Regions from separate parts of the Xenopus laevis genome. Here region 1 is linked to region 2. A link is a contact called in public Hi-C data. All regions are on one chromosome and are shown on one strand. Each heading gives the region's core, a stretch centred on a gene start, on an enhancer-like site or on the middle of the called end of the contact. The rest is flanking DNA. Distances are from core to core; before and after follow the strand shown.

Evidence for each region. Hi-C and Micro-C count contacts between places; a contact is called where the count stands out from the background.
Region 1: a contact with region 2 is called in a Hi-C map of the XTC cell line, with 2.5 times the contacts expected there. The contact joins the promoter of LOC108709752 here to the enhancer-like site in region 2. A contact is called at or near these places in 2 of 4 Hi-C or Micro-C datasets (the XL177 cell line and the XTC cell line).

The regions. Positions count from the first base shown.
Region 1 is chr2S:112,181,417-112,186,039 of Xenopus_laevis_v10.1, forward strand. LOC108709752 (FERM, ARHGEF and pleckstrin domain-containing protein 1) reads right to left here and starts at 2,498. Exons shown (of 27, transcript XM_018249871.2): 1 at 2,363-2,498.
Region 2 is chr2S:112,020,802-112,025,262 of Xenopus_laevis_v10.1, forward strand. No RefSeq gene overlaps it. Among protein-coding and RNA genes, the nearest start is that of stk24.S, 8.6 kb to the right of the region's middle. Within about 2 kb of position 1,455, at least 1 of the 7 cell types and tissues checked has an H3K27ac peak or open chromatin away from gene starts, as enhancers often do.

The sequences.
Region 1 (4,623 bases), core at 1,248-3,747, 160 kb after region 2:
TTGTGTAATACCCCAAAGTTTTTGGGCAAAAATCTGAGTTTTCGGGTGAAAAATCCAAAAAAATTGTGAAAATATGATTCTCCCCCCCCCCCCCCCAAAGCAGATTTAAGTGAAAATGTAATCATAAATAAGCGTAAAAAAACCCGATTTGATCAGATTTTGTAGCAAAAAATATTGAGATAAATCCGGACTTTGATAAATAACCCCCTTAGTGTATGATTCAGTATGTGGAAGTTAGCTATGTGTTTAGATAAGATGAGTAAGGGAAATGATGCCTGAAGGCAGGGAGTTTATTGCAGGGTTTCCTTTTATCTGTGCACCTTGTATTTTGCAAGCAATTCGTTAAAGTATGCTGAACAAGCACATTGGCACTATATGTACTGCAAGTGAAATAGATTTGTGAATAACATTTAAGCATACACAATTGTCCTTCACAATGATCAAAATTCCTCTACTTATGCTTTCTGTCTATTTAGGAAACTGCTTTGGTACTGCAGCAAAAGCCATCAGACTGCACCCTGCACTACTGCCTCATCCCTCCTTTGTGATTCAGCAATGCCATGATTGTCTGTAGAGGACCAGGACCAGCTGCTAATAGAATGCTCTAGCACATAGATGATTACAAGGTGATTGTTTTAAATGTACTTGGTATCTGGTACCCAAGTATGACAACATGCTGTCTGGTGCAACTGTGAGATTTATCTTACTCCCTCCCATTGCCTTAATGTACCTGGATTTTTCATAGCTGGGACCGAGTATAACTATCAGACCTTCTTTATATATTGGGATGGAAACAAACACAGTACAATGTAAGAATATACTTATCGCAGACCCTCAAGTTTGCAACCTACAAGAATTCCGACAAGTTGTATCAGATATTTTAAAATAAAATATAAATATTTGCCTCGCTGTGCTTTTTGGAAGTAGAAACAAATTCTCTCAGTTTTCTTTACTGAAAGAATTTGTGTTTATACAAAGTATAAAATATTTTCCTGAAAAATAAATCTAAAAATGTGTTCAGAGAGCAGAACACAGAGAACTCACTGTACTAATATGTTCATCCTTCTGCTCCCTAAAGCTCCTCTGCTTATTTCCAGCCGCTAATAATAAGCCCTGCACAGCATGACACTGACCATAGATTGGGGAAGGTCCCCCCTCTGCCATAACTTTCTACATGTTCATATAACCACCATACCTAAAGAAGAGAGTGATACTTTTTGCCTCCCAATTCCCCAAATAATGCTGGGCATCAAGAGGTTTGTTGCAGTGGTGCACAGACATTGCAGGTTTATTTCTGTTCTCCAAACTAAGCATTGGGCTGAGATTATCAGGAATAGAGGGGGCAGTTGGTCTGAATACTGTACCCGTTATTGTAAAATATAAGGATAGTCACAGAGGAATTCCATGACCATATACAGGTAAACTTGTGTATTGTATAGCTATAATGACAGTGCATAAAAATACAACCTAACCACAGTCTTCTAACACATCCTAGCGTCTTGGTTCCCAGTTATAGGAAAGATTTGGTAAGGTGTATTTTAAGTCTGTAAACCTTTTAAATAAGGTAGCTGACCTGGATACCCCCCCCCCCCTGGCATCTAGCACATCAGCTAAATATTCTAATCTAACCCTCAATGGCCTTCAGGCTGACAGCCACCCAACCACCATCTCTACTCTAGGCCCTATTTGGTATTGGGGCAGCACAACAAGTTAAATACCTGCAAAATTTGCACATTTGATGTGTTTTTGTTAATCTCGGGGGTAATTTGTAATTTAATTGCTACTGAAAGCAACATTATTCAAAACAAAAGTTGCTGTATTCCTCAGAAAAACACGTTTTTTTGAGGAGGGAGAATAACAGAATTTTTTTTTTATATAGTGTAGTAGTTCCAACAACTTGTTTACTTTCACCCTTAGTGATTTTATACACACATTGTGCTGTGTTCATTAACAATTTTTATGTGCCACTTAGTGAATACAGTAAGTCCCGTGAAATGTGTCCTGGGAATGGCACAAATCCCCGTGTTGATTAATCACCTTGTAAAATAATCATTCATTCTATATACCCTTTACTAATTAGTGACCCCCAAATGTGAGAACTCAGAAAAAAGCAACGTAACTCGGGAGTGGACCCGAATGTATCTGATTCACAGACAAGCGACAGATTCACAGAGGGCCCTACTGGGGTTCCGGTTCTCCGGTAGTACAAAACACTCACCAGACGTGAGTTGGAACAGGCAGGGGTTAAAATTACTTAATTCCGTATTCACAGCTTCAGTCTCCGCAAATTGTGTAGAGAGATAAAAACAACATGTGCAGATTCACTTGAACACAGTTTAATGAATAATAAAAATACACTCACATTAAATTTCTTGGTAAAACTGCATAAAAGGATTTCTGTGTTCGTCCCAAAATCTCGATATGGCTACTCGGCGTCCCTCAGAGTTCCATGTGCATTTGAACTGGGCGCTTCTGCAACAGATGAGCATAGTCCCGCTTACGCGCTTCGCCTGAATGGCTTTTTCCCTGAGCTGCACATGTTGTTTTTATCTCTCTACACAATTCACAGAGACTGAAGCTGTGGAATCTGGGAAACCAGATATAATTGACGTTGCTCTCCAACAACCTTCCCTATGCATTTCTTTTGTGCAGGCAACCGTATGTTAAGAGATCCATATAAGCACCATTTCCACAGCTGAGCCTTAGCCAAACAAAGATTATTAGATGGAGAGCATACGAAGAGCTACACATGGCATGGCTGCCTTTCTATTGTTCTGATAGGGCAGAGTATGAATGATGGGAACAGCAGGAAGTGAAGCCGAGACTCCTTCTAGGTGCAAGACAGTCATATGATACAATTATTACATTGTGTCTGCGTGTCCACATCTGTATATTTCTATTAAGGATGCACCGAATCCGCTATTTTGGATTCGGCCGAATACCGAACCGAATTTGCATATGCAAATTAGGGGTGGGAAGGGAAAAACATTTTTACTTCCTTGTTTTGTGACAAAAAGTCACGTGATTTACCTCTCCGCCCCTAATTTGCATATGCAAATTATAATTCGGCTTGGCCGGACAGAAGGATTTGGCCGAATCCTGCATTTCTATTCTTTAGACCCTTTGGTGCATAAATGACTAGCGATGAGCGAAATATTTCGCCAAGTTTTGCCACCAAGATGACACCCATAGACTAATGGCTGGAAAAAAAAATTGTCACGCTTCAAAAAAAAAAAAAAAAAAAAAAAAAGGTTATCGCCCATAGACCAATGCATTTCACAGATTTTCAGTTTCACGAATTTTCTGCGAAACAGGTCAGATTCGCCCATCACTAATAATGACCTCAACTTCTATATATGAAAATGAGTGGAGGTATGGGTAGACGGGGACAATACTGGTTGTGGTTGGATCAGGATTTAGTGTGTTACCTAAAAATGTCTAAACTTTTGTTTTGTGGAGTATTGGCTATTGAGATATAACCAGCGTCCAGCAGAAAAGGCAGGCCCTCAGAGATTCAGGGCAAGGTGTTGGGAAAAAAATAGTAGACTTTATTACAAGAACGTATTAAGTTCAGGGGGCCAATGACCCTGCTAACCAGAAAAAAGATTAAAGTTAAACCTGCACTGAAATATCAGCTTATTTTGCAAAGTTGCCAAATGAACAGATATCTTATAAATGGCTGTGCAGCTGAAGGGCCCAATCAGACTGATTCTATTGTTAAAGGAACAGTGACATCAAAACATTCAAGTGTTTTAAAGGAATGACAATATAATATGCTGTTGCACTGCACTGGTAAAACTGGTGTGTTTGCTTCAGAAATGCAACAAAAGTTTATATAAACAAGCTACTGTGTAGCCATGGGGCAGCCATTCAAGCACAGGATATAGAGTAGATAACAGATACGTTCCGAAGAATCTGTTATCTGCTGTGTTTCCTGTGCCTTTTCTCAGCTTTGAGTGCCTGTCTCCATGGCTATACAGAACCATTTATATAAACTATTCTAGTTTTTCTGAAGCAATTTCACCAGTTGCACCAGTAGTACATTACATGTTGATTACTTAAAACATTTTCATTTTTGGTGTTACTGTTCCTTTAAGCTCCCATGCCAATAATCTGATCACAATACAAGTCAATGCAGATCCATCACAGGATTTTCAGACTTGCCCAATAGACATCAGGCTGGCTATATGACCCCATTAATGGACCAGTAAGCTTCTGGCTCATTTTAAGTTGCCCCTTTAAGGAGTGTACATGAAATTCAGCAGAGCTTGCTGGGCACTTATACATATGACTCCACTTACAGCTGAACCATTTATCCTACACTGCATATTTAATGCCCTGTCCCACTACCAAATGCCTAGCAGCATGTAATGAACCTGCATTGCTTTCTAGGCCGATGCACATTAGATGAGAATAGCTAACCAAAGCCTACAAGCTAAAGTTATAAAGCAGAAATCTGAAAGTCTGTAACTGTGATCTGGTTGTGGCTTATATAGCTTGAAACTAACTCTCTGGCAGAGCAAACACTTTTACTCCATAATACCAGGCCAGCTAAAGCTGAAATATGATGCTGGGATAATAGAAGGAAGTAAATAACATTGGAACTATCTGTGCTGTTACTGA
Region 2 (4,461 bases), core at 205-2,704:
TTTGCTTTAATTTTTCAGTGTCTTAAATAAAACATAGTAATGCAACATAAATAATGTGCTACAGAAATGCAGTATTGCAGTGAGACACTAGGCACAACCATAGAATTCTCCCATGTAAGCACATCTCAAACACATAACATAACTGCCGTTGTTATCAAAGGTCTTTTATGGTTTTTAGAATGAAGATGACAGATTTGGATCTAGTTTTCTAAGCAATGAAAATACTGAAGTCCCAGCTATAGGATACTCTGCTGCTATGCTAAGCTAGTTTCTTTAGATCAGGGATCCCCAACCTTTTGAACCCGTGAGCAACATTCAGAGGTAAAAGGAGTTGGGGAGCAACACTAGCATGAAAAAATGTTCTTGGGGTGCCAAATAAGTGCTGTGATCGGCCATTTGGTAGCCCCTATGTGGATTGTAAACCTACATTGAGGCTCTGTTTGGCACTGCACCTGGTTTTTATACAACCAAAACTTGCCTCGAAGCCAGGAATTAAAAAATAATCACCTGCTTTGAGGCCACTGGGAGCAAAATCCAAGGGGTTGGAGAGCAACATGTCGCTCACTAGCTACTGGTTGGGGATCACTGCTTTAGATCCATTCTTTAGCTACCTATTGTTAATTGTTTTTCTAATGCCCAAAGACAGATAACATGAACTAAATGTATCTACATATATGTGAGCTTAAATAAATCAATTTTATGTTGTTAAATAATTATATTAAAGCACATAAATTGTATTATTATTATAAATACACTCTCTGTTGTTCTGCCTCTGCACAAAGTAAAGTAAAAAAAAATAAGGGTAAGTTAATGGCAGGTGTCAAGTACAGGCCTCCAAAAAATAGAAGGAACAGGAACTCCAGCAGAATAAACTTTTATTCCGAGTGGTGGCAAGTACAGGCCTCCGTTTAGTTTGCTGTATCTTGCCACTGGACAGACATAGACCATGGGCATTATATATGTTTATGATCTTTTCCCCTTGCACTATTCCACTCATAGATTAGATTCTCTGAAATTAGACTGCGTGTGGAAGCACAGTTAGAACGCAAATCGGATCTGATTTACTGATCTTTTGATCTGATAGTAATGGTTTGTCAGACTGAGTAACGTTTCTCTTTCAGTCTATGAAATCAGGTATGTCTGTGTAAAAAAAAATACATTTTTTATTTCTGGCAGTTTAGAGGGTATTTATGTACATTTTCTACATAACTCCAAGTGAATGAGCTCATGTCAGAAAAGGGGGTTTCATTTTCCTTTGAATAAAAATGTAAAACAATTAAAATTTCAGGGAGCTGGTTATATTGTACTAATTTGGTGATTTCGCTAGGTGGCAGTGTGTTACTATTGAATATTTCAGACTGTAGACGATGTCTGTTATAAAGTATACAGTGCTGCTTGCATGTTGCACACCAGCATATAAATTATGTGGTTACTCCCACTATTACTGACAGTAATAACTTTAGCCACACAGGAACAGAAGGATGAACTGCACAAGTATTAGCACTGCAAGAATGGAGTCATTCAGGCCCAGCATGCTGTATCCCTGCAAACTTCAGCTGTTAAGACTTATGCCATAAAAAATGTAATGTTAATGTAAAGGAATGGGCATGTGCTGACCAAGAAGAAGTTGTATCCATATTTATCCATTTATAAAAATGAAACGTTGGTACACAAGTCTTTTTATCAAACAACATCTGTTGCAGGAATTTTTTTTTTCCATTAGTGCTGAAACATCAGCTAATGAAAGCAGCATTTATAATATCTAGCCCATTCATCAAAATGAAAAATGGCAAGGCATTACGTTTACTTGGTTTCATTTCAAACAGTAACATCTGGCAAATAAAGATTATTCTCCATTTGTTCCACTCTGTGCATCCAATGAGAAAAAAACAATGATAAAGTAAAGGCAGTGTGCCACACATACATAATACTTGTTTGTTGTTTTCTCCACTGATCTGCTCCATCTTGTAGCTTGTCTTTGTACACAGGATTGGCCAGTCATGGCCAGTCATGGGATGGGTCAGTAAATGAACAATGATGTTAAGAGTCAGGTTGTGTGGATGGAATGGAGGCAGTGTGCCATTTCTGATTCTAGACAGTTCTTTTACCAATGTTTTTTCAAACCCAATCACCTTATACTTGCCTTATACTATAAGAACAGGTAGATTTTCAATGCAGAGTGATCAGGTTGCTGACTATGTACACTGGCTCCATCCGTACTTCTGTCTTCAGGTTATAATAAAGGAAATATCAGCATGGCGGCAGTGTCGGACTGGCCCACAGGGATACCAGGAAAAGTCCCGGTGGGCCCAGGTGTCAGTGGGCCTCATGCTGCTAAACATTTAGCCTATGTCATGGCCATTCCCTAATTCTATGAGAACAAAGTGGCTAAATAGATGGAATAGATTATAGTATGCAAAGAAAAGGAGAATAGATGAGTGAGGAAAGGAAGAATAATAGTACTAAGAGTGGGCCCCAGGTCTAAGATTAATTTGTGGGCCCCTAGTCAAAGGTTTTTGGATGGGCCCTGGTGTCCCAGTCTGACACTGCATGGTGGAAGCACTTGCATCTCTCAGGTTTCTACACTTGCCTACAAAAAGTACTGAGAATGATTTCTCTTTCCGTTTTTGTTCCCTGTGTGAAACATCACAGCCCTGAGGACTAGAGACTGTACACTGCAAGTCACAGACATTTTCCAGGGTTTAAATCTCACCATACTTTCCATAATTAGACTGCAGGCCTTAGGGAGCAGAGATAAATTGCATTCATGAATGATTTCAGATTTATATATCCTTCTGTGGGAATTCTTAGTTCGTCGGCTAAATGAATATTTAGACATACAGTTGTCTTGGACAGCTCGGAACAATTTCAGAGGAGAAACAGAATCCATGGGCAGGTGTGCATTCCAAAATAAACTCATGACTGTGTCCCGGTTAGTGATGAAGCCATTGTGTACATGCATCCCATAAGAACTACATTCCCAGGCTATAACTCGCCATTTACCCTAATGTGCAGCTGCTCTGTTATTAGCCGATTTATTGAAGAATGGCTTTAAAAGCTTGGACTTTGCTCTCCGCTATAACTAATGGTGGGTTTAGGAACCCTACCAACAATAACCATTCATAATATATATATATACTGTATATATAATATTCTCTGGTGAAGTCAAGGGGACACATTAGTGAAATATGTTTTATCTCATGGTCGATCAGATATCACAAACATATATTTATGGTTTCTTTTCTTGAGTAAAACAATTTATAAATTATACTTGATCTAAAAATGATGGTTGGGAAATACCAAAGGTCATTTCTAACAATAACAACTGGAGGCACTGTTTAATGTAAGTATTTGGCCAATTAAGCCTGCAACTGACACTATTTGGTTGTCAGGGTCACCTGATTGTCTGTGAAGATTTAGTTGTATAACTGTCCTTTCTTTCTGATCCCCCCTTCAAAGACTCAAGCAAGAAGTAAAACTAATACATTCAGCCTGAAATGTGATGTCAAGGAATCACTTAAGCTTATAGATGATTGTCATAGGGATGCACCGAATGCACTTTTTTGGATTCGGCCAACCCCCGAATCCTTCACGAAAGATTAGTTAGAATAACGAACCCTAATTTGCATATGCAAATTAGGGGTAGGAAGGGGAAAAAAATTACTTCCTTGTTTTCTGACAAAAAGTCACACAATTTCCCTCCCCGCCAGTAATTTGCATATGCAAATTAGGATTCGGTTCACCCGGGCAGGATTCGGCCGAATCCTGCTGAAAAGGGCCGAATCCCGAACCGAATCCTGGATTCGGTGCATCCCTAGTTTGTCAAAGGGTTAACAGACAATTCACAAAGGGGTTGTTAAAAGGCATATACAGGTGGGAAAAAAAGAGTTTGGTGAATTTTGTAATTTATTTTCTTTTTACCTTTGATGAATATGCCATTTTTATAAAACCTGCCAATATCAGCTAATATGAATGAATTTTTATTTAGATACTTTCCGAAAATACAATACAAGGGATCAATAAACTGTATACAAAAGGTGGATTTGATCATAAACAATAGAAAGTTACAGTGAATTCAAGCTTTACAATAGCTCCCAATTTGAGCTAGTAAGAACAAGAGTTTTGTATTCCTTACAGTGCAGAATCTCTAATATGGCCTATTACAAAGCTTTGTACTCACACTCTCAGTCCATGTTTGGGTGTTGCACTGAATCTATGGGACAAGGTGAAATCAGGGCCACCATTAGAAATCACGGGGCCCCTTACAACAACATTTTACCCACTTGGCCCCCAATCTCCACAGCTCTAGAAAGGGTAGCCTCCCCCACACACACAAGTTATACAAAGCTATTGATGGTCAGGGTCCCTTATAAGTTAAAAAAAAAACTGTGGTGACCAGGGCCCCACTATAAGTTTAAAAAAAACATTGGCGCCAGGGCCCCTCTTACAAGTAAAAAAAAT